5 separate regions of the Mus musculus genome follow, and regions 2, 3, 4 and 5 are each linked to region 1. The links are chromatin contacts, called in public promoter capture Hi-C maps. All regions are on one chromosome and are shown on one strand. Each heading gives the region's core, a stretch centred on a gene start, on an enhancer-like site or on the middle of the called end of the contact. The rest is flanking DNA. Distances are from core to core; before and after follow the strand shown. Region 1 holds the start of Pgs1 (phosphatidylglycerophosphate synthase 1). Region 2 holds the start of Prcd (photoreceptor disc component). Region 3 holds the start of Tbc1d16 (TBC1 domain family, member 16). Region 4 holds the start of Cbx4 (chromobox 4). Region 5 holds the start of Cbx8 (chromobox 8).

Region 1 (6,257 bases), core at 1,265-3,764:
TGCCTCAGAAAAATTAAAAAAAAAAAAAGAAAGAAAAATTAAAGATACAACTTGATCTACGTAGAAGTTCTAGGACAGCCAGGGACACAGACTGAGATCCTGTCTCAAAGGAACATTCATGGGCTGGAGAGGGCTCGGGGGTTACGAGTGTCCACTGCTCCTGCAGAAGACTTAAGTCTGATTCCTACAAGTGCATTTAACTTTAGCACCAGGGACTCCAATGTCCTCGTCTGACCCCCAAGGGTTCCTGCATCATACGCACCTACACATGGAAGCACACATAACTGCAAATAAAAATAAAATCTTGGGCTGAGTGTGGTGGCCACACCTTTAATCCCAGCACTCCATGGCATAAACCAGTAGGTCTCTATGAGTTTGAGGCCGGCCTGGTCTACATAAAGAGTCAAGCCAGCCAGCTATAAAGTAAGAACCTGTCTCAATCAAACTAACAAAATCTTTTTTTTTTAATTTTTTAAAGGGAACAATGAAATACTTCAACAAGTAAAGTTGCCTGCAACCAAGCCCAAAGACTTGTGTTCAATAATTAGGATGCACATATGGGCACACAACAAAGCTTTTCATTTAAAAAAAAAAAAAAGATAAAGCAGGAGTTGAAAAGCAAGGTGCACTCCTGTCATCCCTGTGCTCGGGAGACTAAGGAAGGAGGACCCAGTGCGCCAGGCTAACCTGGGCTACAAAGCACACACACTAGGGCAGAGGGTGGGGGGAGGGTAGCCCAGTTGGTAAAGTTATCTAACTGCCTAGCATACACAAGGCCCTGGAAATGTCCCCTATCTAGCCCATGAAATTGGGCACAGTGACACATGCTGGTAAGACTAGCACTTGTAGACAAATGGGCCATTAATTCATAACCATCAGCTACAAAGGATATTCGAAAGTAACCTGAGGTGAGGCCCTGTCAGGCCTAGGGGCACAGCTCCATGTAGAGTGCTTGCCTATCCAGAATTTGATACCCAGTGGTATAGGGGATATAGTTCATGTAGGTTGCCTGAGCCCCCTTCAGAGATCAGCACCAAAGCTGAACAATGAATACTGAGGTTTACAAACCAAAAGGAAATCAACAAAGCTTCCTAAACTGCTCCTCTTTCAGGCAGAACTTTTGAAACCTAACATTTTTCAGTGGTCTGGTGCCCTGATGTAATAAGCGTCACCTGATTCTACCGTCCAATCGAATGGCTGGGGGAAAGAGCCATTCTGATCAGCAGGCAACCTGAGATAAGACTGCCTGTCTGCCTTGATTCTGTCATTCAGTAGGTCCTCTAAGTCTAATTTGTGCTTGGGTTGGCAAGCTCCCTGTTACTCTGTAAATCAATGACCCACATCTAGAACCAACGCAGGTGACTGCACCTCAAGCCATCTAGAGACAAGATCTTACCCACAGATCTTACTCACAGAACCAGAATGGGCCATTACAGCTCACACCTGGGAGTCAGCATTGGACATGAGGCAGGAGAATCAGGAGTATTAGGCTAACCTGAGTTACTCAATTTAAGGCCAGTATAGATACATGAAACTGTGTCTCTAAAAGAACTGGGGGTCCAGCGAGTTTGCTGCCAAGCCTGATGATCCGATTTCAATCACTTCAACTCACGTGGTAAAAGAGAACCGACTTCCCCTACCACCACCTGAGCACACAGTCATTATTTTAATTGTTTTATTTATTTTAAAGAGAGAGAGGAGGAGCTGAGATGTGGCTCAGTGGTAAAGCACCTGCCTTGTGTGCATGGAGTTCTGGGTTTGGGCCCCAGCATTTGAAGAAAAAGAAAACGAAGTCTCTAAACATATCCACACGAGAGAATATCACACACAAACACACAATCTCAATATCTATCTCGCGCGCTCCTGAAAATTAGCAATAGCATCAGGCCTCTTGGTTGAGCCTGTTCTTGGCAAATGTTTCCTTTAAAGGACCACTGCCTGAACAAACTGCTTCAAAGCTTCCCTCACCGCTTACACAACCCACTTCAGTACTTTTCCAGAAACAAGCCTTTCGAACGCGCGCAGAAAGAGTTTCGAGTGTTTCCTCTTCACGGGCCTGAGTACCGATTGAGTCAGGATTGAGAAATGTCTCCGGCAGGATGTGAGGAAGCCAGCCTGCACCGGGTCCCCGCAGGGCTGATTCACTCCGGCCAACTCACCGCTCTAACCCCGACTGCCACACTCACGCCCCGAGCCCGGAGCACAGCAGCCTTGGCCCCAGGGCCGGGCCGCAGCCCCGAGCTCGCCCCGGGTGGCTCCTGCACGGTGCACGCCCACGGGGCTCCTGGCTGAGCCGCCGGCACGCGGGGAGACAGCGAGTCCCCCACCCCCCGCCCGGCCCTCTCGAGCGCTCTCACCTCCGGCGCCGGCGCTCCCGGCTCCTGCCCAGACGGTCGGAGAGGCGGCCCAGGAGCGCGGCCAGCCCGGGCCTGCCAGGCAGCAGGCCCAGCAGCCGCCTCCAGAACACCGGGCCCGCTGCCGGCGCCGCCATGGAGACCCGCCGCTTCCGCTTCCGGCGCGCGAGAACTTTATTGACAGTGCGAGCGCGAACAGGGAGCCAGCGCGCAGGCGCGGTAGCGGCAGTGACAGCTGCATAGGCTGTATTCCCTTGTCTTTGCCTCTCTGTATCCTTTCTGGGGCACCGCGTCGCGCCAGACAGGGAGCTCAAGGGCGGGAGGCATGGACTACAGTCCTAAGTTCACCTGATGGTCCAGGAGGGAGAATGCTGGTGACAGCTCAGCACCCCGAATCCTGTCAGATTAGCAGCTGCTGCCCTGCACTTTATGCTCATCTGCCTTGCTGTAAGAGGAGGGATGCTCAGCGACCAGACTACCTGTCAGACTTCCAGCTGCTACCCTGCGCTCACATAAAGGTCCAGGAGGATTAATAACAGCTCAGCGCCCGGAGTCCTGTCAGACTGATAGCTGCTGCCCTGCGACCTATGATCATCTGCCTTGTTCCAAGAAGAAGGAAGGATGCTCAGCGCAGACTTTCAGCTGCTACCCTGCGCTCACATATGAGAGTCCAGGAGGGAGAATAGCTAGTAACTGCTCAGCGCCTCAATCCTGTCCGTTTGACAGCTGCTGCCATGCACTCACATGAGGGAGCAAGGAGGAGGATGTCAGTGGCATCTTAGCACCTGTCACACTGACAGCTGCCGCCATGCGCATTAAACTCACCTGCATTGCTCCAGGAGAGAGGAAGCTAGTGATCATTCAGAGTCCTGACACCTGTCAGATTGATAACTTCCTGAGCCCTACGCCCTCAACTCACCTGCCTGGCTCCAAGAGGAAGGATTCTTGCAATAGCTCAGTGCCCAACACCTGTCAGATAGCCAGCCCCTGCTTTGTGCCCGCACTCGTGTGCATCATCACTCAGTTCAGCACCCTGAGGCCTGACCCTCCTCTGCCCCTGTCTGACTTTCATGCCCTTAATTCCTTCCCTGGCTCACATGCTCTGGGACTTAGAAGCTAGAAACATTGTAAAACAGTCATAATTCTCTTTACCCCAGAGATGATGGAGTTAAAGCTGTAACACTTGAACTAACATTCTGAATTTCACCTCCACCAAACTATTTCAGGAAAGTGAATGACACATTTCAAAAGAATATTTATCTCAGTCTTTCTCCCATTATTGAAAAGTGTGGAAACAGCCGGTGGTGGTGGTGGTGGTGGTGGTGCACGCCTTTAATCCCAGCACTGTGGAGACAGAGGTAAATGGATCTCTGTGAGTTCAAGACCAGTATGGTCTACAGAATGAGTTCCAAGATAACCAAGGCTACACAATGAAACCCTATCTTGAAAAACAAACAAAAAATCTCAGTGAAGGAGTTGGCTAGATACACTGTGGTGTATCAATACAATGGATGGCCATAGCTCCATGAGAATATGATACCCTAGAATAATATTTCATGGCATCACTTATAAAATTTACCAGGGGCAGGCAAAATGGCTCAGTAGATAAAGGTGCTTGCTGCCAAAGCTGACAACCAGAGTTTCAACTTCAAAACATATATAGTAGGAAAGAGACTCAATTTGTCCCCTGACCTCCACATGTGCGCCATAGCATCTGTGTGCCTGCTGCTCCCACAAAATAAATGAGCATTCAGAAATTTAAATAAAAATAAAATTAAAAAGGAAAGTCCAGCCAGATGGTTCAATGGATAAAGGAGATTGCTGAGGAAATTGTCCTCTGGCCTCCACACATGTGCCCACTCCAGAGCATACATATACACACAATAACAATAAATAATATACTAGTTTTTTAAAAGATTTATTTATTTATTATATGTAAGTACACTGTAGCTGTCTTCAGATACCCCAGAAGAGGGCATCAGATCTCATTATGGATGGTTGTGAGCCACCATGTGGTTGCTGGGATTTGAACTCGGGACCTTCGGAAGAGCTAGTCAGTGCTCTTAACCCCTGAGCCATCTCTCCAGCCCCGATATACTAGTTTTTAAGACAATGAAAAAATATTATCAAAGAGTGGTAAAAAGACAATCTCAAGCAGGCATGGTAGCCCACATTGTAATCCTGGTCCTTACCAGCCCTCAGGAGACAAAAGCATTAGTATCTAAGAAAGAAGGAAAGAAGGAAGGAAGGAAGGAAGGAAGGAAGGAAGAAAGAAAGAAAGAAAGAAAGAAAGCGAGCCGGGCGTGGTGGCACACGCCTTTAATCCCAGCACTTGGGAGGCAGAGGCAGGTGGATTTCTGAGTTCAAGGCCAGCCTGGTCTACAAAGTGAGTTCCAGGACAGCCAGGGCTATACAGAGAAACCCCGTCTCAAAAAACAAAACAAAAAAAAAAAGAAAGAAAGAGGGAGAAAGAAAGAAGGAAAGGAAGCAGGTCCTAGAACTTGGGAGACAGGGGCAGGAAGATAAGGGGTTAAGCAGCATTTGTTACAACAAAGTGAGTTCAAGACCAGCGAGTGCTGCATGAGTCTCTGCCTAAAAACAGAGAGAGAGAGAGAGAGAGAGAGAGAGAGAGAGAGAGAAAGTCAGTCAGTCACAGGGCAATGGTGGCACATGCCTTTAGTCCTAGCACTAGCACTTGGGAGGCAGAGGTGGGCAGATCTCTGTGAGTTTGAGGCCAGCCTGGCCTACACGGTAAGTTCCAGGACAGCAGCCAGAGCTATATAATACGACTTTGTCTCAAGAAACAAACAAATAAATACCAAAAAGACAAAAACAAAACTTATCACATTTTGCAAAAGGTGAGGAGGAGAACACAGAGGTACCACCTGGGGTGTTCTCCTGAACCAGCTGGGAGTGTTCAGAACTCCAGTTCACTTACAGGCAGTGAGTATTTCAAATCACCTTTAGTTTTTAAGCACACACACAGTTTTACAAATACTAGGCAGAATCCGATTTAGCGCTTCCAAGTGAGGAAAGATGACTCATCAGATTTCCGAACTTCCAGTAACCAGGATGAGATTCTGGTGCCTTCAGCCTATCACGGGAGGTGCTGAGCAAACAGACTGTGAGCCACCGTGCTTCACTGTCACCCTTAAGCTTGGTGGGGATCACCACTGGGGCCACAGAGCATCCTCACCATCGCATCACCATCCTGGGAAGAGACGTTCTGTTGCCCCTGTGGTTCTTGGCTATGTGAGGCAATACCTGAAACATAGGGCTAATTCACTGGGGACAGTGACACTGACTGCATGGCTAGTGCAGGCCTGAAGGTACATGCCTTTAATCCCAGCACTCAGGAGCCACAGGCAGACAGATCTCTAAGCTCGAAGCCAGCCTGGTCTACAGAGATAGAGTTCCAGGACAGCCAAAGCTGTTACACAGAGACACCCAGTCTTGAAACCCCCTCAAAAATATTTGTTTGTTTGTTTGTTTGTTTGTTTGTTTTATGTGTGCAAGTGGGTTTGTCTACACACGTATGAGCACCATTTGCACGTCTGGTGTCCATAGAGGTCAGAAGAGGGTTCGGGTCCCCTAGAACCACAGTTACAGACTGTTGGGAGCCGCCCTGTGGTGCTGGAAATCAGCATGGGTTCTTTTGCAAGAACAGAAAGTGTCCCTAACCTCTGATCCTGGCACAGTTTTTAACTGCTTAAATTTGGATGGTTACAGAAAGTGCATTCTTTGTGCCCAGAAACCTTGTTTAAGTTGGTTGGTAAGAACAACCCCAGGGCTGGGCAGTGGTAGCGCATACCTTTGATCCCAGCACTAGGGAGGCAGAGGCAGGAAGATTTCTGAGTTCAAGGTCAGCCTGGTCTACAGAGTGAGTTCCAGGACAGCCAGGGA
Region 2 (6,257 bases), core at 2,587-5,086, 1.3 Mb after region 1:
TACACACATATTCCTGTTCACTGCTGCCCACTTAGAAAGCACACACACACATACACACAGATACACACATGCACACACTCACACATACACACACACATGCTCCCACTCGTTGCTGCCCACTTAGAGAACACACACACACTTACAGATACACACATATATACACACATACTCCCAATCACTGCTGCCCAGTTAGAGAGCATACACACAGATACACACATGCACACACTCACACATACACACATACATACACAGACACATACGTACACACACACATGCTCCCATTTGTCACTGCCCACTTAGAGAGCACACACACACACACACACACACACACACGCACACACACACACACGCACACGCTTCCGGTACCCGATGCCCACTTAGAGAACACACTAGCATGCATGCATACACACAGACACAAAGCACATTTGGAGCACAAGCTGGCGTTTGCTCCCATCCAGCTTCAGGCAGACATGCCACAGATTCAGCTGGCCTTTCTTACTGATAATTTCAGGAGCGCAGCCAATGACAGGGTGAGTTCTCGGGACTGAAAAGAGGCAGATGCCACAGGAAGCGGAGCGACACAACCCAGCCCTAGACCATAGGGGTTTAGCGGAATAGCTCCTGAGCTGGCAGGTGGCCAGGCCAACAGAAACCCCTTTTTGCCAATCAGCAGCAAAGTTGAGTAGGGGGGTTAAGCTTGGATCCCCCACCTAGTAGCGTGGTAATGGGCTGTGTCTTCTCATGTGGGTGCCACGGAAGGAGTATGTATAGTCTGTGGGTTGTGCTCAGGATTGGACTGGAGAATGAATGGAGGAACCCTTCATGACTAAGCCCAAGCTAGCATTTATTCTTCCCTTGGTTCTGGAGTCTTCTCGCTCTCTGCTTGCACCTGGCCCTTGCCTGAGATGCTGGGATTCTCTTCAGAGAACCTGAAGAACCCCGAGAAGCCCCTCTCTGTGCCTCCTCCAGCTTGGCAGTCCCTTAGAGCAGGAACTCGGAAATGAGAACCCAGGAGGCCTAAGCATCCCATGTTCTTTCTGCCAGTCCAGCTTTGCTCAGGAGCCCGAGTCACAGCCTGCCTAGCAGCAACCCTGGGGGCCGTGGAGGAAAGCCTACCTTCTCCATGACCGTTTCTCCCGTTTTCTTTCCTCCCTGCCTCCGCTTCCAGCCCCACACCATCTTCCTAGATGGGAGGTGAACCAGGACTCCAGCTAGAACGCAAAGTCAGACAGTTCAGCGCACTCCCCTGTGCCCAGAGGTGAGATGTGTATTTCAGGATGGCCCATTCCACTGCCTCTCCCTTAGAAGTCTGCAACTCTGCCCTCAGAACTTAAGCTCAGCTACCGCCTCACCCCCAAGCCTCAAAAACATGTCAGGATCACACTCAATTCTCTTCAAACCAGCTCCAGCTCCATGGCCTGAAACATAAGTAGCAAGCTCAAAGATAAACCCAGCCTCACCCAACCTCCACCAGCGATCGAGAGAGCTGAAGACTTCCTCCCTCTCCCCACATGGCTGGACCAACGCCCTGCCTTCTAAACTCCATAGCGCCTGGTCCTGACTTTACCTGTCAGGGCCGACGGGCCGCAGTCCGCAGAGCCGGGCTGCCTGAAGGAGTGACGGTCTACTTCACAGGTCCTTTCTCCCTGAACAGAGGGAAGCACCGGCGTCAGGGAGATGGAAGAGTTAAACTTGTCGTGTTTGGGGACTCTTCCTCCTACTTCCACCTCTGCCACCCCCAGCCATCCCTGTGGCAGTTCCCCTCAGCAATCTGTTCTTGTTGTCTGACTAACTCTTCCAGTTAACTGGGTGCCGAGGAGTTAAAAGGCAGCAGATGTGGCCTGCCCAAATGGTCCCCAGGTGTGGCCTTTTCTCTTTTGTCAGGAGATCTAGGACCCCCACCTTTTCTTTGTGGGCAAGACAGATATTTGGAAGTCAGATGCTCCCCCTCCTGCTGCTCAGTCACTACCAAGCAGTTATAAGCATGCATGTCCTGATAAGCCTATGGTTTTTGAGAATTACTGTATAAGAAAAGTTTGGGAGCTGGCACTAGTACAGCACCCCTTTAATTCCAGTGCACATGAGGCAGAGGTAGGCAGATCTTTGAGAGTTTGGAGCCAGCCTGGTCTGCATAGCAAGTTCCAGGCCAACCAGGGCAACATAGTGAGATCCTGTCTCAAAATAAATAAATAAATAAATAAATAAAAGAAAAAAGAGTAAATAAATAAATAAATAAACCGAAAAAAGAGTAAATAAATAAATAAATAAATAGAGAGAATGAAAAAGAGAAAGGTCTAGGGAAACATAAAGCACCCATCAAGTACTCAGCCGGGAGGACGGCTATGCAGCCAGGACCAGGACAGCTATGTAGCCAGGAGGACAGCTATGCAGCCGGGAGGACGGCCATGCAGACGGGAGTACCACTATGCAGCCCAGAGTACAGCTAGCACGAGTTCCCAGTTCCACTGTGCTTCCGCAGCTGTGCAGCTGTTGTCCACAACTCCAGCTTTAGGGGGCATGGTATGTGTTTACCCGCCCACACTGACTTGAGCCAAGTTAGTAAGGACACCCTCCTCCTGTGGGCCCCAAATCCTGAAGGCCCGGGAGATCTTTTTTGCCCTTTGTTTTCACTAAAAGTGAGAGTTGATCTTGGGATCCTGCCCATGCTAGGGAGTCCACGGGACATAACCTTACACATAGGTACTAAATTGACACTTTTGTAGTGTCTTGACGGGCGTGGAGACTCTGGAAAACCAGGGAAGGAAAAGTCAGGAAGAATGCACAACTTTGCCTCCCCAAAGGCCACATGGCTGCAACCTAAGGAAGAGTTAACTTTCAGGCCATTGGAGACAGCGTCCTGCCCGCAGGGGCAGCCCAGCCAATGACACTTAGTGTCGATGACGTCATGCACCTCCTGCGCCTTCTATTGGGGACTGGACAGCGAATCCTGCTGGAGGTTCAGGCAACGGAGCTGCAGAGCCCGTCCGTGGCAGAGGAAGGAGGAGGAGGAGGGCCAAGGACAAGAGAGCAGCAAATCGACCCAGAGTGGCTCCTGCCTCCTCCCTCTGCTCCCTGCTCCTCCAACAGAAGGTCCTCCTGGGGACTGCCCCACACTCACATCACAGAAGCAAAGCCACACAGCATTGGTTCAGAAAAGAGGAGCAAGGACTCCCTCTGCCACCTAACCTGCCCACTACACAAGGAGTGACTGGTGAGGGCTAGGGCTAGGGCTAGAACTCGGTATTTGAGTGCCTGTGCGCGCATGCGCACACAAACACAGGCGCACACACCAATAGTTTCCTTAGCACTACTTTCCCCACTCCTGACTCTCTTTCACCTGCCGGTAGATTGAAGGTCTGTGTCTGAGCCGCTGCCCACGACTGTCCCGTCCACTCTGCTGGGCTCTCTGGAAGGGAAGAGCAGGCAAGAGAACCTGTAGGCAGTGCTCAGCCCCTGCCCCACCCCTTTACCACAGTCCAGCAGCACAGCACTGGCTGCTCCAACCCACACCACTAGCTCCAAGAGGGACCCCTCCAGGGTGTCCTTTGAATTCCTTTCCAGACCAGCTTGTCTGTAACTCTCCCTGGTGGTCCCTCCCACCCACGACCCCAATCCACAGCCCCATCAGTTTCTCACGGTTCCACTCGGTTGGTAAATCTACGGCGCCACAGCATGGCCAAGCTGAACAGGAAGAGGGTGGTGCACATGGCTCAGCTGCCCCATCCCCACCGACGACCAACTCCGCTGAAGAAGGCCACAGGGCCGGGGAGCCACAATGGCCAGCCTACCTCTCCCAAGCCACCGCTGTGTTTCCTGAAGTTCCTGGGAAGGGATTAGGACGTTCAAGCTGATTAGTGGAGTGGGCAGACCTGACCTTGTGAAGAGAGATTAAACTCACCAGGCCCAAGATCTCCCCTCTAGTGGCAGAGTAAGTCAGCCTCCTTCAAGGCATGCCAGGTAACCCTGAGTGCCCCTCCAGAATGTTCTACCCAGAACATTCACTACTATCCGGGCTTTGGCATCAAGGCACGTAGTGCAATCGAGCTAAGTGAGCTACTTCCATACACTGTTAAATGTACCTGCAGAGCACTTGAGGACTTAGAAGCATCAAGGATAGCTTCAAAGAGGATCTGGGGCCTTGGCCCGGTGACAAAGACCTGTAAGCCACTGGGGAGGGGAGGAGCACCTCAAGTTCAAAGCCTGGCTGAGCTCCAGAGAGCTCTGAGGCCAGCCTGGGAAACCTAATGAGAGTGTCTCAAAGAGCTCTGAGGCGATAACTCTGTAGCAGAGTACTTGCCTGGGGTTCCAAGGCCCTAAGTTCAGTCTCCCATACGGGAGAGAAAGAGTGAGCTATCACAGGAGGTGTCTGAACGTGCAGGTGCCAGAGAAGGACGGGCCCTCAGCCAACTCTGCCGGGCTGCTGACATGAAAGCTTGCCAGTCTTCAGGGACCGAGGCTGCGAGGCAGGGGAGTTGCACTGTCGCAGCCAAGGCAGGAGAGAATGGCAGAGAGGAGAAGAGATGGATGATGGGACCAGGAGGACCAGAGAGTAGAGCGTGTGTGTGTGTGTGTGTGTGTGTGTGTGTGTGTGTGTGTGAGTGTGTGTGTGTGTGTGCTCGAGCACGTGTGTGCGTGTGTGTGAGAGTATGTGCATGTGTGTGAGAGTGTGTGCGTGCACATGTGTGTGTGCGTGTGTGTGTGCGTGTGTGTGTGTGTGTGTGTGTGTGTGTGTGTGCATGCGTGCGCGTGCACCAGGCCTCCCCTGCACCTTCTGAGCTTTCCTAATTACACTCCCTTTGCAGTAAAAGGCAGAGTCGAGGTGTGCACACAGACAGAACTATAAATTCTATCTTATATAACAATCTTATGTAATTTAGATACAAATTATAAGCTTATCAATTATATACTAGACTACTGTACCAATATAATCCTATGTTATGGAGATACAACAGTCAGAGGAGAAGTTGAGAATCGATAGAAATACTCTTTGCACATCCCACCTGGACCTCCTGGGCAACTAGCTGCCTTGGGCAGTAGGGCTTGAGTCAGCAACACAGGGCTGAGACAAGGGCTGAGTGATGCTGGGACCTAAACCCACCTGGGCCATCACCTCTCCAGGACCTTCAGTTTTCCTTCCTAAACAAGGTGGGAGGTAATGTCTCCTGGCCAGGAGTAACATCAGACACCCCAACCCTGAGCTCCAGGGAGCAGCCTGCTGGGCCTATAAAGGTTCTTGTTAACCCTCTGTGACTGAACCTTCAAGTCTGTGTTTTTTAAATTTAAAATTTTTTTGTTATTAGTGTGTGTGTGTGTGTGTGTGTGTGTGTGTGTGTGTGTGTGTGTGTGTGTGTGAGAAAGGACAGCTTGTAAGAGTCAATCTCGGGCTGGTGAGATGGCACAGTGGGTAAGAGCACCCGACTGCTCTTCTGAAGGTCCGGAGTTCAAATCCCAGCAACCACATGGTGGCTCACAACCATCCGTAACAAGATCTGACGCCCTCTTCTGGAGTGTCTGAAGACAGCTACAGTGTACTTACATATAAATAAATAAATCTTTAAAAAAAAAAAAAAAAAAGAGTCAATCTCTTCCTTCCACCCCGTGGGTCCTAGGGCCGGAACTCTTCAGATCATCAAGTTTTGTGAGGCAAATACCTTTAAAGATTTTAAATCAACAGGGACCCAAGCTGAAGAGGAGAGCCACTCACTTCCTGGGCAGCAGGGCTCCTCCTCATCTTGAGCTGGGAGCCTTGAGGAGAACCAGAGACAGTGCACTTATCTGTGTCAGGACCAGGCAGGCCCTCTGTGGTCTCAGGGTCCCTGCTGTCTACAGCCAGGTCTGAGCAACTGCTGGCAGGGTGAGGGTTCTGGGTCTCTCAAGACTGCACTCCTCCCCTCTGTCCCAGTGTCACCTCTCCCTGAGCAGTCTAAGAAGGAGATGAAGGATCTGCCTTCTGGTTCTCAAACTGAACTCTCGATGGTGACAAATGTCTTCACTGTCCGGTGCCTTACTCAGGACTTCCGGCTCCCCAGAGCCTCTCCATCATACCTGACTGACTGCCTCTCTGTGGAACTTCACTCCACCACGGCTAGGGCTAGGACGGTAATTCAGGACAGTGTCTGGTCCTTATCTACCTATCATTAACTACCTTCTCAGGACTCCCTGCTCGCAGGCGTAGGGAGGGAAGTGGGGCACGGGTCTCTGGCTCCCCAGACTGGACATGTGCACAAGTTCACAAGAGCCAGCTGGACCAGCAGATG
Region 3 (6,257 bases), core at 1,811-4,310, 1.2 Mb before region 1:
TCAGTTGTAATGTCCTCTTCAGGACTTCTGGTGGGGTCTCTGCCCTCATCAATTTCTTGGCCATTGTCTTCCAGCTGTGGTGATACCTGTTACAGGGCGGCAAGAAATCCCAGGGAAGAAAATATAATCTTGAGAGATCTTAGGGTTACAAGAACATCTATATACATCTCCCCACCCCCAAGAGATGATGTTCTGTGTCTGATGTAACTACTGCCTCTTTCTAGAGGCACGTGTTACAAGCATGAACTCTGGAAAATACAAGGCAGTGTGAGGGTTGGCGTGTTATCACCGAAAGCTAACACTTTGGAATGAGCTTGACCCAGCCTATCTTAATCTGAGAAGGGAGTCTCAAGGGAGGAAATTGACTAGAGAAGGCTGGCCTGTCTGTAGGGGATGGGGGGTTGTCTTGACTATTCATTGGCCTGGCCCACTGCAGGCAACACCATTTCCTACATAAGCAGTCATGGGCTGTATAAAAAAGCTAGCTGAGCAGAAGCTGCGAATGAGCCGGTATGCAATGTTCCTGTCATACTCCCTTGGCTGTGAGTGAGTGTGGGCCCCACAAGTGAGTTCTCTAGTTAGAGGTAATACATGCTGACTGGCAAGCAGGCTTGCCTTCAGGCTCCTGACTTGACTTCCCTCAGGGATGAACTATGACCTGGAAGTGAAAGCCATATAAATCTTTTCCTCTTCTAAGATGCTTTTGGTCAGACGGTTTTAACAATGCCAGTAGAACACAGTGAGAAGGGAACGAGTTTCTCCGTGCCTGAACTGAGATGGTCCCAGAGCGTACGATGATGGTCCCATGGTCCCTGGCCCCTGTCTATTTGTCTCCTAGCACATAGGGGTCTGAATGGACGTTACCTCAGGGCCTTCAGTATACTGCTGCTCCGAGTCCTCTTCGGCAGAAGACTGTTGGCCTTCCTGCTGTGACCTGCTTTTAGAGACAGGGAACACTGGTTCACAGCCCTATCATGCACACTGCATACCAGCTGTTCACTGGTAAGGCCTCTGCCTCTCCTCCACTCTGCTGCCAGCAGAGACTCTTCCATCGCTGGGCCATGCTAGTCACGGGCCACAAATGTGGTATGGGAATGAACGTAAGGCGCAATTATAACGTGAAAGGAGCGGCGTGTGAGAACACCCCAGCGAAGTCTGTTTCTGGGGCCAAGCAGAGAAGGTCTCAGGAGAGAGGACAGCATGCCGTCTCTACTTCTCAACATAGCCAAGGTTTGCATGTAAAATATTTTGGCTTTTCAAAAACTTAGTTAGGAACTAGAGTCTGGACCCCCAGCAGTCACGTAAGAGCTAGGCACAGTTGCTTGTGCCTGAACTCCAGCACTGTGAGGGTTTGAGGCAGGAGGACTATTAAGGCTTGCTGGCCACCAGTCAAGCTCCAGGCTCAATGAGAGGTTCTGCTTCAAGAGAATAAGGTAGAGATAGATAGAGCAGGACGCCTGAATCTTCCTCTGGCTTCTGCACGAATGTGCGCACACGCGCGTGCACACACACACCACTTCTACAAATATGCCACATGCAATATTTAAGACTATTTAAAAAGCTAAGCTAGCTTTCTAAAAAACAAACGAATACAGATTTCTGCTTCACAGACAATGAGAGCTTGGGCTATTCCCCCCTCTGCTTCCCAGCACCACTGGAGCAGGCATTTTGTGCACCTGCCTTTGCTCAGAATCTTTGCATTTCAAGTCTTCCCCAAGTTGGAGCTCATTCTATACCTGTGGCTTCACAGTTAGCCTTCTCGTGGGATATACTCTGGATGTGTTTCCATGGGTGTCCATAAGGACTTTAACTATATGAAACAACCCAGAAAAGTCTGAGCAAATAGAACTGTTTAAACTTGCTTTTGTTTTGCACAAAACCTAAAACAGTGCCGGCAACAGCATTTTGGGGTTCACTCAGTGATGGGGATCAGTCTATCCCTCAAGACCATGATGGGGGTGAGGGGAATCCATCTTGCAGGGGGAGGTATGGGCCTAGCCCAATCCCAACGGAGCTACTGCTCCTCCTTTCTTCCCACTCTTGTAATACTGAACGGCGTCCCATCCATCCAAGTCCTGCTTTGCAGCGGGTTTATCAAGCATGATGGTTGCCATGGTTACCGCGGGGCGTTAAAGTCTGTAGTCCAGGAGAAGCAGGGGCTAGGAGTAAGGAATGATGGGGGGTGGGGGGCGCTTGAAAAGGACAAAGAACAGAAGGTGCAAGAGATAGGGGACATGGGGGAGCGTGGGTTGGGTAGTGTAGGACAGGTCCAGAAAGTGGAGAAGAGCGGGAAGGGGCACAGAAGTGAAGGAGAAGGCGGTCCGGGTGGGGGTACCTGCGTGCAGAAATTTAGTGAAAACATCTGGTGGGTTTATTATCCCTCCTGCGGGGCTTACCCGTCAGCCTGGTCCTCCGGCTCCGCCATCTCTCGTTGCTAGGCTACGCCATCAACATCCGGCGAAGTCTGGACCGCGTGCTCCAAGACCGCAGGAGGCGGGGTCTGGCAGCGTCCATCGATTCACACAGAAACACTAAGCAAACACATTAAAGAACAAATGTGTTTTGCCTGTCCGTCGCCATGTGTCCCAGACTTTCCCGGCTGGACTTAGTTCCCGTAGAGTGACCCTGATGATGTTCAGGGACTCAAAGAAAGTGGCAGGCAGGTTGGGGATGCTGGGTCCGGGAAACGCGCCTAGCTCTGGCTCTTCCACTTCCAGCTTTGGGTTACTCAAGAACCAGTACCTTTTGGGGAGCATCATTCCTTCGTAACCCTAAGTTTGAGAAATAGAAATGCAAGGGGTGAGCGCATACATGGGTACAGGGAGGCCCTGCCTTTCGGATCGAGGGCACAGGGCTCCCATCCAGGGCAGGGTCCGGGGTACTAGGCGCGTGGCGAGATCCTGCAGAGTCAGCAGAAAGCCCCGAGCAGGGGTCGACGGATGCGCAGGACCCTGAGGTTGGAGTTAGTGCCTGGCGTTCCGGGCTGAGCGGGGCTGGGCCCCGGGGCGGAGCGAGGCGGAGCGGGGGCGGAGCGGAGGCGGAGCGGGGACGGCCTCTCCATATTCCCTCCCCGCCGCGCCTCGCTTTCGGCGGCGGTGGCAGTGGCGGCGGCGGTGGTGGCTCCTGGAGCCGGCGCGTGTCCAGCCCTCGCGGCGGGACCCGGGTGGGTATCAGGGTTCTTCTGGGATCGCGGGCCGGGGATTTTGGGGTCCACTCGGGACGACGTGGCGGTTCCTGGGTACCCTGGAATCTGCACGCACCGGACCCGGGCCTGCTGCGCGGGGGTCCGGGAGTGGCTGGGGGACCGGCTCTGGGCTCTGGGCGGGGGCGATGCGGAGGAACCCGGATCTTGCTGGGGACGCCCTGGGAACTCCACCCTCGAGTGAGACTCTCTGCTTTGGGAGTGGGCCCACTCGAGGAGACTCGGTCCTCGCCTGTCTGGAGCTGTGGGCCGGGGCACTTGCGGTCTTTGTCTTGCTGGCTGGTCTGAGCATGCGAAGAACTTATGGGGTTCCTGCACTGTCAGACAGAGCCCCCAAGGTGTGCCATGCCCTCCTGGGGCGTGTGCGGTCTTAGCGTTGGGGCACTAGGGGGAAATGGTCAGGGCTATTTAAGAGGCCCCATGTCAGGATCCTCGCTTCTTTTTTAGCCTGCGCGCCTCTCTCTCTCTCTCTCTTTCCTCAAAAGAAAGAAAGAAAAAAAGGGATAGTATAAAAAGAAAAAAGGGCAATTTAAGATTGCTAAAAATAACCCACGGAACCCTGCCAGAACGCGCGGTGAGAAAAGCCTGTTCCTCCGAAGTCGGTGTCACATGTTGGCCACAATCTAGTCCAGGTTCCGTTCAGAAATAGGGGAATAGAAAAGCGTCTCTTGACTCTGTTAAAGTTTGTTCCATGGACTCTGTCAACTTCCTTTATCAGGAAAGAGAGAGAGAGGGGAAGTGTCCTGTCACCAAGCATACTGGTCAGAACATGGGTGCAAAGAGCCGGGGACTAGGGGCTCCACTCTAAATCTTAATAACTGATCAAAGAATTTAAAAGAAACTATGTATGTAGCTCTTGGAAGAAATATTGACATTAACCTTGATAGCGAATATTGAACTTAGTGGTGCGGTGACTTTGGGCACAGGGGCCGGCTAAGATTCACCCATTGGGAATTTACCAGAGTTGGTTCTTAGCTGGTTGCTGGGGATGGATCTCTTAGCTGAGCAGTACTTATGGGTTTTTTCTCTGTTTGTTTGTTTTGTCCCCCCCCCCCCCCCATAGCTTTCTGGTGAGTGGAATGTCTTGAGTATAGCTAGGAAGTTCTTCTTGGGAACTGTTGACTCTCCTGGCAATCACGGTGTCTGTTAACAGCCTCGGATCACCATGTGTGGGTTTTCGTTGTGCGAAAACAGGCCCGTGAAAGAGCTGCAGTTTATAAGCTTTCAAAACCACATTTTTTATTATGACTATTTATTGTGTGGGGTGTGTGTGCCCACATGTGTCTTGGTGGTGCCTGTATGGAGCTCAGAGGACAGCTTGTGGAGCTTAGTTCTGTCTTCCCACCACATGAGTCTTGAGAGGACTCAAACCCAGGCCCTCTGGCTTGGTGGCAGCAGTCACCTTTATCCACAGAACTATTTTACTCACATTTACCCCAAGATGATGTCACATGATGCCATGTGACCCAGCACAGACTTGGCTGGCCTGCTCTTCACAGGGCTTTGTTAAGGGGTGGGGGGGGGGGGCGGCTGGGAGGTCCTTGCTTCCCGAGGAGCACTCTTTGCTTTGGAGCTTCCCCCTTTGAGAGGATGGCCTTTGGGCTGACAGAACTCCCCACTACTGTCCTGGCCTCTCTGTGCCCTGATTTTGAGTGACAAACTTCAGTGATAAAATCATCTTCCCTAGGCATGGTGGCTCAGGACTGCAATTCTAGTGCCTGGGAAGATGAGACAGGGGGATTTCTGTGCATTTAAGGCCAGCCTGGGCTATAGCGTGAGCTTTAGGCCATCCTGGGGTACGTAGATTCTTTCTCAAAGAACCAAATCAAACCAAACCCCCAAAAAACCCTGTATGGTCTCCAAAAATAGACAGTATACACCAGTCACTGGCTCTCGTTGGGTTCCTTGTTCCTTGGTTCCTCTTCAAAACCTCACCGCCCAAGTGTCTGGCAGACAGCAAGTAACTTTTTGTTGAGACTCAGTCTCTCTCTCCCCACTTCTGCAGCCTAGGCTGGTCTAGAACTCATAGTAATTCCCCTGCCCCTGCATCGTAAGTGCTGGGATTGCAGATGTGTGCTTCCATTGCCCACGAGTGCATATGTGTGGGACCACCCGCTGTGGCATGGGAAACCTACAAGTGTTCTCTCCTCCAGCAGCTGACAACTGCCCTCTCCTCAGTAAGAGGTGGGATCTGTGGACTGCCTTCTCTCCTAGCTGGAGGCTGACTGGTTTGCTCTTGTGCAGGCGTTACACAGGTAGCCACAGCTGTGGCTGTGAGTTAGTGTCCTGTCCGGATGTCATCCGTTCATAGCAATCCTCCCCATCCCCTGGCTCTTACGTCCTTCCTGCCTCCCCCTCTATAGTGCTCCCCCTCCTCTGCAGTGCTCCCCTTCCTCTGAGGTGCTCCCTGAGCCTGGTGTACAGTGGGGGCTGGTAAGGCTGAGGGCTGAGGGCGCAGTCTCTTTATTGCAGTTTGCTGAAGAGACCGCTACAACACTGGAACTTCTGTGAGGCTGAGAGCGAGCAGCAGGGGTCCTGGGTCAGGGCTCTGCCAACCCCACGCAGCTGTTTTCAGTGTTGACTCTTCGTGTGGATGGTTTATTGGGTGGAAAGTTGATCATATTTGGACTTATTTTCTTTTGCAATGCCAGAGACTGGACATGGGCTTGATCTCACGCTTGCTAGGCAGGGGCTCTTCCTCGAAGCCCGTGGATTTGTGAAGGTGTTCCTTGGGCTCACTGTGGAGCCGTGGCAGGCCTTAAAGTTGCCATCTTCCTGCCTCTGCCCTCTGGGTAGCTGAGATTACAGGCCAGATACCATGAGTTATTGCCACACTCCAGTCTTTGTAACTTGGTGGGGACTGAACTCCCTCAGGCTGTTCTGGGGAGCAGGGTTGGTCAGGTTACCTGGCAACACAGATCTCTAAGATTCTAGCTCATCCCTCCCTACGTCTGAGGTTTGTTTGTTTGTTTTTGTTTTTTAAATTCTTTCACAGGCTGGATTCTGCTCTTGTAAGATTGGCTGTGTAGATTGATACAAGCTTCAGGTACAGGGG
Region 4 (6,257 bases), core at 1,030-3,529, 1.1 Mb before region 1:
CTGAGCCAGGATTCTGGATAATGCAGGAAACACCCAGAGTAAACAGATTTTCCTGGGGATTTTTGAGTAAAGAGACCGGCATTGTCGGGAAGCTCAGCTTCCCAGGCTGAGGGACTGGCCTACACAAAGTTGCTCCAGACCTTCTAAATGACCGGATGACCTGAGCGGCTGAGGGTGAATGGGTGCTGTTGGACGGCAGATCGTCACCTCATGACCTACAGGACCCTTCTTTTTTTGACTGAACTGTCCCACAACAGTTTCTCAACTTGAGTACAGTTAGGCACCGTGTTTGTGTGTGTGTGTGTGTGTGTGTGTGTGTGTGTGTGTGTGTATAAAACATCCAAATATAGTAGGGGTGGCCCTTTTCTAGTGCCCCTCCAGCCCCAAGAGTTGGGGTGACGGTAGTCACCCACATCCCATCTTGCGATTCTCCCCTCCTTGGAGACTCTTAGATTTGGGCCTTATGATAGTCAGAGACCAGCCGTTGCACACTGAGTACTCTCTTGTCTCCAGAAGAGGACCCCTTCCACCTCAACACTCTAAGGAGTAAATTCTGAGAGAGCTGCCGCTAAGCAACAGCGGAAGCCACAGTGTTGCAAAGTGGAGGTGCGTGGAGTCAGCGTGTGTGTGCAACATCAAACTAACCGTCTGAAGACTTTTACTGGATGCCTGGGAAAACACAAGCCCTGGCAGGCTTTTGGGGGTTCACTTCTGCACCTGGCCCTTCGCAAGTCATCACAACATAGTCCTCACCAGGCACCCTGAGACGCAATAAAAGCAGGGACAGAGACTCGGACGTCTCCTTGCCCTCCCCCTCCGTCGACCCACTCTCCTCTTTTGCGCTTTTTCTGTCTCTGTGGACGCTCAGCCAAGGGATTGCGCAAGCTTCCTGCTCCACGTTCTTCAGGAGCCCTGAGCTGGGGCCCCGGACGCACCACAGGCAAGGCACACCCTTACCCTCCCACTTAGAATGGCATGTTCTCTGTCAAGTCTACCCACTGCGACCCCACGGATCTCCCAGGCCCACTGTGGCGCCCTCGGAAGGCCGCGTCTGGCGCAGCAGCTCCCCCAGCCGGACGCTGGCGCTGAATACCCCTGAACGTGCGGGGCTGGCCGGCTCCGAGGTGCTAAACTTCACACTCCAGGGCTCCAAAGGCCGCGTCAGCAGGGCTTGGCTGTCAGAGACCAGAGGACGGGAATTCAGGAAGACACTGTGGCTCCTTGGCCATTTCCCCTCCCCTTCTCGCAGTCCACTCATCCACCAACCCTCCGCCTCAACATCTACTTGGTCCTCCCCACTCTTACTTTTGAGGCTCTTCCATGAAGCCCCACGAAGTCCCCTTGGACCCCCCAGACTCATTCACCCCCATATTCATTCTCTCTCTCTCTCTCTCTCTCTCTCTCTCTCTCTCTCTCTCTCTCCCCCTCTCTCTCTCTCGCTCTCTCTCTCTCTCTCTCTCTCTTCTCCCAGCATCTCAGACTAAGCAAGAGGCCTTGCTTAGAAACTGCCCCTTCCCCGCGAATGAGTGAACCAAGTGTAAATTAGAAGCCGTTCAGAATCTTGGGTGGCATCGGATTCAGAGCCCCTTTCTGCTGAGGTTCTTGAGTGCTAAATGCCCCGTGGCCAGCTGTTTCTTTGTCCCTGTCTTCGCCTCTCCGTGCTCCTCCACTTGTCCAAGTCCTCAGTCTTCTGGCTCTTTCTCTCCCCACCTCGCGGCCTAAATGCCCAGAGACTGGCGGGGCGGGGCGGTGGGCACCGAGGGTGGGGTCCTGAACTGCCCCCGCCTCCATTCCGCCCCCTGCCGGAAAGTCCCCTGTGCTTCCAGAGCTCTGCTGGACAGATGTAGTTGGGAGCAACTGTAAAGTGCAGCGGGTGCTTCCGTGGCCCCCAGCAGGGATCCCCGGGCCTTGCACAAGCAGAAACAGAGGCCGAGGGTGGGGACGGGAGAGTCCCAAGTGTCCGGCTGCGGATCAGAGTGGGCCCGGTCGAGGTGCCCACCCTGGCCGCCTAGGCAGAGACACCTCTATTCCGCGGCCCCAGCTCACTTTCCCGGCTCTCAGATCCCTCCCCTGCACCTCCCCGCGCCCTCCTCCTCCCCAGCCTCCTCCCGCGCCCTCCTCCTTCCCTGCTGCCCAGACCGGGGGCCTCGGGTAGGCCGGGCTGCGCCAATCCGAGGCGCGTCCCGCCTCCTGACGCCGAGCTGGGCCCTGCGAGGCCCCGCCCGCTGACGTCCGGGATTTGCATGAGTTCTCGTGCCGCGGCGGCCCGGGCTCAGTTGTCTGAGCGAGCGAGCGAGCGAGCGAGCGCGAGCTGAGAGCCGGCGGGTGCAGGCAGCGGCGGCGGCGGCGGCGGCCAGGCTGTTGAGGGGCGAGTGGCGGCGGCGGGGGCCGGGCGCGTGGCGAGGTCCACGCGCAGGATCGTATCGGGGCGCCGGCGGGAGCTAGCTGTGTCTGCAGCCGCGCCGGCCGCTTGCGCCCCTGAGCGCTCGGGTTCGGCCATGGAGCTGCCAGCTGTTGGCGAGCACGTCTTCGCGGTGGAGAGCATCGAAAAGAAGCGGATACGCAAGGTAGGGGTGGCGCGCGGGTGGCGGCGCCGAGGCGCGGGAGCGGCGGCGGGAGCAGCGAGCGAGAGGCGCGGAGGGGGTGGGGAGGCTGCGGGCCGGAGCCGGGGATCCCGCGGAAGCTGATGGAGTGCTGTCTCTTCCCCCCCTACAGGGCAGAGTGGAGTATCTGGTGAAATGGAGAGGCTGGTCCCCCAAGTAAGTGGCGGCGGGGGCCGGGTGCCTCGGCACCAAGCGCCCTGGCCAGCAGACCCGTGGAGCTGGTGGGGTGGTGGGGGAGCGGACGGGAGGCGGGGTGGAGGTGGGGTGGAGAGAGGAGGGGGTGGGGAAGTCGGTGGCAGGCACTGGGAAGCGGAGCAGCCGAGCCCGAGCCGGGCGCCCTGTGTTGTGCTCCGCTCTCCGGGAAATGCCATCACTAATTTATGCGCTAAAAGGAGCCGGAGGAGCTGGAGAGACGCGGGGCCGAGCCCGGGAGGCCGGCGGAGGGAGGGAGGGCGCAGGCACTGACTGATGTGCAGCAGAAAATGGCTCCTTTCCCCTTTCCCTCCACCGAACGGCTCCATATTGCAAAACCAAAAAAAAAAAAAAAAATTTTTTTTAAAAGCGACGAAAATGCAATTGTATGCGTCCTCCCTCCTGGTGGTGCAGGGTAGGGAAGAAAAAAGACAGAAAATGTTGGGAACTGTCACTGCAGCTCTTTCGATGGGGAATTTTTTTTTTAATTTGAAATGCGAAGGCACCGGATGGAGACAGGCGCAGGCACACACACACACACACACACACACACACACACACTCGGAGAGGGAGAGGGAGAGGGAAAGAGAGGCATATTTTTGTACTGCTGAGTATTTGGGGTTTGCTTGCCAGTGACAGCGGTCTCCTGGGCCTTGAGGGGGGCGCTGAGCTGTGAGTTACCGGATTAGGGGTCCAATGCAGACCAGCTGAAGCCCTACTGGAGACTTGGGCTGGGGATAGGGAGGGGGACTGCGACTTTGCTTTTGGGCTGCTTTGCACGGAGGGTTTCTGGAGAGGAAAGTGGCCTTGGAACACGTCACAGTAACATGCTTAAAATTCTTGACGACTGCAAAATAAACTGCTAGTTTCGTTTTCTTCACCCCCTCCTTTCCTCCTGCCCTTGTGTGTGTATTTTAACTTGGGGGGTAATCAAGGGCCATGTTAAGCCTTAAGAAACCTACTGTCTACCCTCCACATCCATAGCCTTTGATTCAGGAAGCCACATAGGGCCTTATGTCATTCCCAACCTGGCCTTTTTTTTTTCTTACACTCTGCCCCCCCTCCCCGCCCCGTTCCTTTTTCACTTGCAAGATATAACACGTGGGAACCAGAGGAGAACATCTTGGATCCCCGGCTGCTGATCGCCTTCCAGAACAGGTGAGCAGCCTGCTGCCCTGGCCATACATAGGTGGGCCATAGGGGATGGATGACTGCTTGCAGCAGTGGGAAAAGGGGAAGGGGTGGGAGGGGGCAGGCAGGAGCCCCACCCCCAACAAATCCGGATGGGCAAGGCTGCGGCCTGGGCTTCTCTAACCAACGTCCTTGGCGGTTGCTGCAGCTTGGGAGTGGGGGCAGGGTAGGGCTGGGGAAGGTAGGCTTGTGTTTTGGGAAACTGCTGGAAGACTACGTGGGGATGACCCTGGATCTGCCTAGGAATACTGTACCTGAATTTCCGTGACCCCCTCCCTTGGCAACCTTGGAGCCCCACCCCCAGAGCCTAGGTGTTGCTTTCTGCAGCCACTGCTGGCTTGGCACGGGCACCTCGCGGGGCAGCTCTGAAGGAGCTGGCATTGTGAAACCGCCCCGAACGTCATGGAACTGAACTTAACCTTTTGGCAACCGGATAAAAGTTGACAAGGCCTTATGCCCCCAACCTCCGGGAGGAGGGGCTGGGGGACAGTGAATAGATGCTGTCCCGAGCCTGAGCGCCTCACAACCTTCGCTGCTGTATTTTGTGGGGTAAATTGCTCTATCAGATCGGCGGAAGGTTGGCCCGAGGGCATGAGTGAGCGCTGCCTGGTGGTTGTGGGGTGCCCATCCTCCTGCAAACAGATGCTTGCCACGATGCAGCTGCTGCAGCTGGATTCACCACTGGTGGCTGTGGTTCGCTGTTTCGTAGAGGGAGGGCGGGCGTGGGGGAGGGGGAGGAGTCCTCAGAGCCACGCCACCCCCAGCCTTCCATCCCTCTTTTATTTTGAAGTATTTCCTGTGGAGCGTTTGCCACTAAAACTGTAAACTCTAGACCCTGAGAGCTAAAGTTGCTTCCTCAGAATACCGGGGGTGTAGGGCAGGAAACTTGCTCCCACCGACTTCACCTGGGACTTCTCCACGCTGTAACCATGTCAGCGGCTGATGCCATGTTGCATAATGGGTCCCCGAAGAATTATAATCCAGGCTGTTGCAATGCCATGCAACTTTGGAATCAGACCCCAACCCGGCCCCAGGGCATGGCAGAACTCCTCCGGGTTGGCTCAGGGGCTTGGGGGTGGGGGGTAGCTGGAGACTGAGTCTCCGATCCAGAATTTGACAACCTCGGGAGACTGGCTCATGGAGGGCTGGGCAGGGCCAATCAGTCGCTCTTTGGGTGGCCAGAGCAAGCGAAGTTTGCTGGTGGTGATCAAGGCACCCCCACCCTTGAACTTTATTAATTTGGAAATCCGAGTAGAAAGGATCTTGCTCCTCTGAGGAGGCGGTGCTGCGGGCAGCCGCCCCACCCACTGGCTGGGGGGTGGGGTAGTGCCACTTCTGGTTCACCAGGTGGCTGAGAACCTGGCTAGACCTTAGCTAGCTTCAGAGGCAGTCCCCATCCCCAACCCTAATTGGCTTATTTGCCGCTATGTAAACAAGGGCTCAGTCCCTCCGTTTGATGCCTGGCCGTTTGAGAAAAGGAGTCCTCCCTTTCAACCTCGGCTCTTGTTTTCTGAATCTTAATGAGGTAGTTAGTATCCATGCTTCTGATCAGGAAGGGTCCCAAGGTCAGCTTGCACCTCCTGTTGTTCCCTGAATTCCTAAACCCAGTAAGCTGTCTGCAGAGCCACAGGCCCAAAGCTGTGCTCAGTGCTGTTAGGGCCAAGCAGCGATCTTCTGGACACCATGATACAGTGTTGCAGCAGGTGGGGGAAGGGAGGGAGGAGCAAGTTTACATCTCAGTGTCACGTGGGGGGACCCCTTCCTCAGAAGCTGGAGTGTTACTGAGGAAGTTAAGAAAGGTCCCCAGCAGACCTAGGCCACCTTTTGCCTCCAGCCGATCCCTACCTTTCTGTAGCAAAAGGAAGGAGGGTCGGAGAGCAGGGTGCTACTGACCTTATGGAAACCTGAGAACAACACTAACCTTGCGGCTCTGTTCCCTCCCCCAGGGAAAGGCAGGAGCAGCTGATGGGATATCGCAAGAGAGGGCCCAAGCCCAAACCGCTGGTGGTGCAGGTGAATACTTTGAGCTGGTCCCAGGATCCCAGCACGAGCCCTTCCCTAAACATTGCTTCCCAAATTACTTACAGTTCCCCGGGGGAGCACCCCAATTGCACTAGAACTTCTGGCCCCACCCCCTATGATGCAACCTCCACCCGTGGGAGCTGGAGTATTCCCGATGTTCCTGGCCTGCCATAGGGCCAACCTTTCCCCTTCTTTCTCCCCCTTAGGTGCCCACCTTTGCCCGACGCTCCAATGTTCTGACTGGGCTTC
Region 5 (6,257 bases), core at 1,739-4,238, 1.1 Mb before region 1:
TTAACACCTCTGCAACACTGTTCTAGTTTCTGTAAGCTTGGTAGCACTTTGGGTATGTGCAAAGGTAACATCCCACCTCCTCCCAGCCGATCTACTGAAGGACTAAACTCTTCTGAGACAGGAACCAAGTTCTGGACCTCTGAACGTTCTGAATCTCCTGAATCCAGCTTCAACTTTGCAATGGGCTCCACGGGAACTCCCGGCCTTTGAAACTCAGAGAGCCCCCAAGCACTGATCTTGTCTTGAGCTAGCTATTAGAGAAGAATTACCATCAGGCACAAAGGCAGGAAAATACAGCTAGAAAGCAGAGACTACCACTAACTAACGGTTCCTTCAGAAGTACTAAGCGCGGGGACTGCCTCTCTTTACGTAAAACTTCTCCAGTTAATTGGGCAAAGAAGTAAAATTTAGGAACTGAACAGAAGAAGAGAAAAGGAAGGAAGGAAAGAAGGAAGGGAGGAAGGAAGGAAGGAAGGAAGGGAGGAAGGAAGGAAGGGAGGAAAGAAAGGACGATGGTGGGGCAGGAGTGGAAGAGAGCTGGATTTTTTCGGTGAAATTGAAACCAGCAGTTGATGACCCTCGTCCAAAACCCCCTGGTCCATGAAGACACACAACTTAGGGACAGAGTTCTCCTCAAAACCCAAGCTGAAGGGAAACCACCATCTTTTACTTGATCGGCAAACTTCCCAGGGATAAGAAAGAGAGGAAGAGCTGATGCCCACCACCACCACCACCAGCAGCCACTCCACGCAGTTCCCTGCCACTGGCTTCAAGGTGGCCCTGAAGCCGGCTTGCAGAGCCGCGGCCCCCGCTAAGCTCCGGGTGGCCCGACAGCCAACGCCCGCGGCGGGCAACAGATTCCAAGCGCGGGCAGGCGGAGCAACTAGAGCGACCCGGGCGGAGGGCTAGGGTGGGCTTTCTCTGGGCGGGGAAACCAGACACTTATAGGCGGCTGAGACCGACTTTATTTTTACTGCCCAAACTGTTGGAAAGTATTTAAGCTTAAACAGAAACAGCTGTATCGCTGGCACCGGCCGACGAAACTATTTGTTACCAGGAATGACTTTTTATGATTAAGGACCCAGCCGTCGGCGGTCTCTTGAAGGCGGCGGGCGAAGGTCGCCGGGGCGATGTGGGCATCCTGGATCCGCTGTTCGTTGAGAACCGAGAGGACTCCTCACCTGGAGCACACCTTACTATGTCTAGGAGTGAAGCCAAAAACTGGAACCTGCGACTGTTGATGCAAGAGGAGGCCTGGGGAGTACCGGCGCAGCGGGCCCAACTCGGAGCTAGCCCCAAGGCCAGCACTGGCGCGTGCAGTGTGTAGCGCCTTGGACCCGAGGCCAGCTTTGCGCTCTGGGCTTCCTGCCTTTCGAAACAGACTCCTTAGCTCGCTGTTTTCCGGGCTTCGTCGTTTTTTCTTTTTCTCTCTCCCCTTTTCCCAGCCTCTTCTTGGCCAAGGGAAACTTTTTTCAGCCAAGTTGATATCGCGATTTAAATAAATTGTGTGTTCCGAGGTCGGGCTCTGTGATCTGGAGCTTGGGTAGTAAAAGGGCAATGTGGGGATAGCTGCTGTTGAACCCCCCCCCCCCCCGCGCCTCAACAGGGGTTACCACGAGGGGAGGAAAGAGAGCCTAGGAGCAAAAGGTCATTGAGTGTACTCAGGTGTGTAAAAGGGACTGAGGCATCTCTGCGCGACCCTCGTCCCCTACCTGGGACTTGCCATCTTCGCGTCGGGGGTGGGGGTGGGGGTGTCTCTTCCAGGCCGCACTAGATACCGCCACACCCCTCAAAGTCCATACTGATGTTTGTCGGGAATCCCCCGCTTACGCTTACGTCGTCTAGAAGAGCCCGAGACAGAAAGTGCACTAGCTCTGCACCCAGGTCTGGAGCAGAGCCGCGGCGCCTCCAGAGCTAGCCAGGCTCTAGGCTCTGCCTCGATGGTCATAGGCTCCTTAAACCCACCCAGGCCGGGACAGATGTGGTCAGGGTTGACTTCTCTCAGGACTGAGGAGTGGATTGGACGGAAACTGCAGGCTGGGTCAGGAATAGAGGCTGGGGCAGGGCAGCTGAGACTTGGGGACAATGAGGGTGGGAAGAGGAGGCTCGCGACCCCTCCTGCAGGGTCTCGCTTCAGGATGGATTCAGGCGGTAAACACTGGCTTGTGCCAGTCTGCTTTGGGCTTCTGAGCCCGGAGAAGCGCCCACGCCAGCTCGCAGGACCCGGAGGGTGGACGCGGGCAGCGCTATGCGACTGGAGACCAAGAGCAGGCTCATTGATTTGTTAGCTGGATGGGACTGGTGAAGAAGGGAGGAGGGGGCGTTGCCATGGAGACCCAGGGTGCGCGGCCGCAAGGGAGGGGTCAGGGAATTAGTAGGTTCGGCGCAAGCGACGTAGGTCCGGGGGTTCGGGCGCGGCTCGATGCGCCCCAGCACCTGTGCATTGTGCATCAACGGCGGCTGGCGACCAGGATGGCGCCAGCTAGGGCATGGGCAGGTGGGGAGGGCCTGGGTCTGCAGAGGGGCAGCGCCTGGCTGGCACCTACGCAGGGAGCCCTAATAGCTCGGCGGGGCAAGCCACGCACCCGGGGAAACGCTGGGCAATCAGGCAGGGGGGCCAGGGGCGGGAGCCTAGGGCAGCGGCCCCCCTGTCCAGCCGTGCAGACTGACAGCAGCCGGGCCCGCCCCGCTTGGCGTCACTTCCGCTGACGGCTCGCTCCCCCTCCCTCTGGGTCTCTGGAGTGGACAGAGACCCCGCCTCCTGGCTATTGGAACGCGGGTCACGTAGCAACGCAGGGGAGACGGGGAGAGGGGCGTGGCCGGGCGCTAGTCCAATCAGCGCCCGCAGAACGGGCCCAGGACGCTTGGCTTTAGCAACGTCGTTAGCAACACGTGGGGCGGGAGGAAGCGCTGGGAGGGGGTGGAGGGAGGGAGAGTGCGCGGGGGAGGGAGGAGAACTGACGTCAGCGGGAGAGTATTATGGGCTGTCGAGGGCTGGCTGCTGCTTTTCTGCTCCTGGAAGCGGCTGAGGGGGGAAGCGGCGAGTCAACATGGAGCTCTCGGCGGTGGGGGAGCGGGTGTTCGCGGCCGAAGCCCTCCTGAAGCGGCGCATTCGCAAAGTAGGTGAAGGGGAAGGCGGGCGGCGACGCGAACTCTCCCTCACCAGGGCCCAGGCTCCCTCCCCTTGCTGCAGCCCAGCCTCCCTTCCCCCAGGTCCCAGCAGCGGCCGCGGCCGTGGCGGCGGCGGCGGCGGCTCAGCCCCAGCGCTCTCCTTAGACTTGCAGCCCTGCACAGATTGCATGGATGGGGGGTGGGGTGGGGGATGAATGCCGGTGCATGCACTTTGTGCAGCGTTTCTGCAGGGGTGCTGCAGTGGACTGGTTCCTTTGGCGGTAGTGTTTGGAGCATTCATTTGGTGCATGCATTTTCGTGTGTATTTCTTGTGTCCTCGTCATGCATTTCTCCCCACGCACACACATACACAAGCATTTTCCCTTTTGCATCTGCAGGGACGCATGGAATATCTCGTGAAATGGAAGGGCTGGTCGCAGAAGTAAGTAGGTTATATGCAATCGCTACCCCACACTGATATCGAGGAGGGTTCTTTCTTCCTCTTTTCCCCTTCACATTGAAATACAACACAAGGCAGCCGGAAAAGTTGCACACACATACACGCCCTCCACTCTGTCCTCTCTCTCCTGCTCCAGGGACTGATGCTCCATTCTTCCTGGTTTCCTTTAGGTACAGCACGTGGGAGCCCGAAGAAAATATTCTGGATGCTCGCCTCCTTGCAGCCTTTGAGGAAAGGTACAGACCCTTAGCCTAGCCACTCACTAGAACCCATACACGCTGACTTCGGTGCAGCCAGGACACACCCCCTTCTCTCTCTTTTCTTTCTTTAGGGAACGGGAGATGGAGCTCTATGGCCCCAAAAAGCGAGGACCCAAGCCTAAAACCTTCCTTCTCAAGGTATGTTGCGATCTCCAGAGGTGGAGTGTGCCGTTCAGGGAGGATCTGCAGGGCTTGTAAATCAATGGGTGCCCTTGCCTTGTGTGTATTTGTAATCTGGACTTCTGTCAGAGGCCCCATCACGGAGTTCTAGAGGCAGGACTTAGCTGCACCAGAAGGCCTTCATTCCCACCCCCCCTCCAGCCATCCCAAGTAGACCTCTGTTACACAAGGAGTCTGTTGGTTGCAAATGGCTTCTTCCAGACAAACCCTCATTCCCCTCCCCCAGACTATTACTAAGAGCCCACCTCCCCACTCAATTAGAATTTCCCAGGCATCCAGGGAAAGTTGGGCAGTCAAGGCTAGAGGTCGTGGGGGGGTGGGGTGGGCGGGGGCGGGGCTTTTTTCTCCTCACAACAACTTCCTTCTGCAGGCCCAGGCCAAGGCAAAGGCCAAAACCTATGAATTCAGAAGTGACTCTACCAGAGGCATCCGGATCCCTTACCCAGGCCGCTCACCCCAGGATTTGGCGTCTACTTCCAGGGCCCGAGAGGGCCTGCGGAACACGGGGCTACCCCCACCAGGGAGCAGCACCAGTACCTGCAGGGCAGACCCACCTCGGGACCGGGACCGAGAGAGGGACAGGGGTACCAGCCGTGTAGACGACAAGCCCAGCTCACCGGGGGACAGCTCCAAGAAACGAGGACCGAAACCCAGGAAGGAGCCCCTGGACCCTTCACAGAGACCTTTGGGAGAGCCCAGTGCCGGCCTTGGAGAGTACCTGAAAGGCAGGAAGCTGGATGAGACCTCTTCTGGGACAGGAAAGTTCCCAGCTGGCCACAGTGTGATCCAGCTTGCTCGAAGGCAGGACTCAGACCTGGTGCAATATGGTGTGACCAGTCCTAGCTCAGCAGAGGCCTCGAGCAAGTTGGCTGTGGACACCTTTCCAGCCAGGGTAATAAAGCACAGGGCTGCTTTCCTGGAGGCCAAAGGCCAAGGTGCCCTGGACCCTGGTGGTGCCAGGGTTCGACATAGTTCAGGCACCCCAGCCTCAGTGGGAAGCCTGTATCGGGACATGGGGGCGCAAGGGGGAAGGCCCTCCCTCATCGCCAGGATCCCAGTGGCCAGGATCCTGGGGGACCCAGAGGAAGAGTCCTGGAGCCCCTCTCTGACTAACCTGGAGAAAGTGGTCGTTACAGATGTGACCTCAAACTTTTTGACCGTCACCATTAAGGAGAGCAACACGGACCAAGGATTCTTTAAGGAAAAAAGATGAATTGCCGGGGTGGGAGCCCAGGACCAGTGCAGGGGAGAGTGAGCTCAAATGGCTTAGTGCTTTTTATTTCTGGGTGACTGTGGCCTCTGGCTGGTCCTGTCCTTCTTCACACCCCTCTTCCCTTTCATTCCTCCGTCCTCAGTTCTGGCTGGAAAATTATCTCTAGAGTTCTATTTTCTATTAGATGTAAATATGTTATTTAAGAGAAAAATATCTAAATATATATATTTCAACTCTTGAAGTTCTTTTATTTAAACGAGGAGAGAGAGAGAGAGAAAGAGAGAGAGACTGTGGTTTGGTAGGGGAGATAGACTGAGCTGGCACAGGAGGGGCCCCTGTCCCTGCAGGGCACCAGCAAAGTTGGGGGCCTGGGCCCTGGGATTTTGGAGGGTGTGTGGAGGGACTCAGCTGGCCCACCTCCTCCCTCCACCGCCGGATTCCCAACCCTCCTGGCACCGCAGAAGATTTTTGCTCTCCTCCCCATTGGCCAGCTAGGCCAACAAAAGGTTGGCTTCCCAATCAGAAAAAGGGGGGTGGGGTCAGACCAGTTTTCTTTTTTCTATTTTCTTTCTGTCTTTTTTTTTTTTTCTTAAGATGAGGAGGGTTACTAGGGGGGGAAAGTAACAACTCGAATAACTTTCTCACGTGTGTTGTTAAAGGTAGAAAAAGGTCGCGAGTGAGTGGGCCGCAGTTCTCCCCGACCACAGCAGGAGGGTGCACTTTATGGAGGTGTGAGTGCCGTACACGCGGACTGTGTGTGCGTGTCCTGTGGACAAAAATCTCCCCGTTACCTCGATTCCTTCCCTTACTTTTGCAAAGAGAAAAGAAATCCAGCGAATTTGTTTACATTCCCGAAATGCCAGGATAAATTGGGAGGATTGCGTGTCAGTGCCCAGAGCGCCAGACAGTTGTTTTACAAGAAAAATATTCGGGTGGACTTTTTCTTTTTGCGTCCTCTAGATTCGCCAGAAGACAGGGCGGCCCCACCTCCCAGGAAGACTCGGACAAGCCTGGCTCGACGGGGGGAGGGTGG

Evidence for each region. Promoter capture Hi-C pulls out the DNA fragments that hold promoters and counts their contacts.
Region 2: a promoter capture Hi-C map of liver shows a contact between it and region 1, with 2.2 times the contacts expected there. The contact joins the promoter of Prcd here to the promoter of Pgs1 in region 1. A contact is called at or near these places in 3 of 39 promoter capture datasets (the 3T3-L1 cell line, embryonic stem cells and liver) and 1 of 9 other capture datasets (liver).
Region 3: a contact with region 1 is called in a promoter capture Hi-C map of liver, with 2.3 times the contacts expected there. The contact joins the promoter of Tbc1d16 here to the promoter of Pgs1 in region 1. A contact is called at or near these places in 4 of 39 promoter capture datasets (the C10 cell line, embryonic stem cells, liver and 1 more).
Region 4: a promoter capture Hi-C map of liver shows a contact between it and region 1, with 2.1 times the contacts expected there. The contact joins the promoter of Cbx4 here to the promoter of Pgs1 in region 1. A contact is called at or near these places in 1 of 39 promoter capture datasets (liver) and 1 of 115 datasets of contacts at active chromatin or transcription factors (pancreatic cancer cells).
Region 5: a contact with region 1 is called in a promoter capture Hi-C map of liver, with 2.8 times the contacts expected there. The contact joins the promoter of Cbx8 here to the promoter of Pgs1 in region 1. A contact is called at or near these places in 3 of 39 promoter capture datasets (liver, pre-B cells and stem cell-derived epiblast-like cells) and 1 of 115 datasets of contacts at active chromatin or transcription factors (pancreatic cancer cells).

What each region holds. Positions count from the first base shown.
Region 1 is chr11:117,983,114-117,989,370 of GRCm38.p6, reverse strand. It overlaps Pgs1 (phosphatidylglycerophosphate synthase 1), which reads right to left and starts at 2,514. Exons shown (of 10, transcript NM_133757.2): 1 at 2,358-2,514. The coding sequence starts at 2,491.
Region 2 is chr11:116,654,687-116,660,943 of GRCm38.p6, reverse strand. Prcd (photoreceptor disc component) reads right to left here and starts at 3,836. Exons shown (of 5, transcript NM_001163318.1): 1 at 3,637-3,836; 2 at 3,338-3,406; 3 at 1,568-1,646; 4 at 1,117-1,211. The coding sequence starts at 3,707. The coding sequence ends at 1,625.
Region 3 is chr11:119,225,302-119,231,558 of GRCm38.p6, reverse strand. Tbc1d16 (TBC1 domain family, member 16) reads left to right here and starts at 3,060. Exons shown (of 12, transcript NM_172443.3): 1 at 3,060-3,163. It overlaps Ccdc40 (coiled-coil domain containing 40), which reads right to left and starts at 2,987. Exons shown (of 21, transcript NM_001364767.1): 1 at 2,812-2,987; 2 at 2,397-2,531; 3 at 865-934; 4 at 1-86. The coding sequence starts at 2,425.
Region 4 is chr11:119,082,259-119,088,515 of GRCm38.p6, reverse strand. Cbx4 (chromobox 4) reads left to right here and starts at 2,279. Exons shown (of 5, transcript NM_007625.2): 1 at 2,279-2,567; 2 at 2,716-2,759; 3 at 3,888-3,953; 4 at 5,933-5,999; 5 at 6,215-6,257. The coding sequence starts at 2,499.
Region 5 is chr11:119,037,644-119,043,900 of GRCm38.p6, reverse strand. It overlaps Cbx8 (chromobox 8), which reads left to right and starts at 2,988. Exons shown (of 5, transcript NM_013926.1): 1 at 2,988-3,119; 2 at 3,510-3,553; 3 at 3,742-3,807; 4 at 3,903-3,969; 5 at 4,382-5,465. The coding sequence starts at 3,051. The coding sequence ends at 5,224.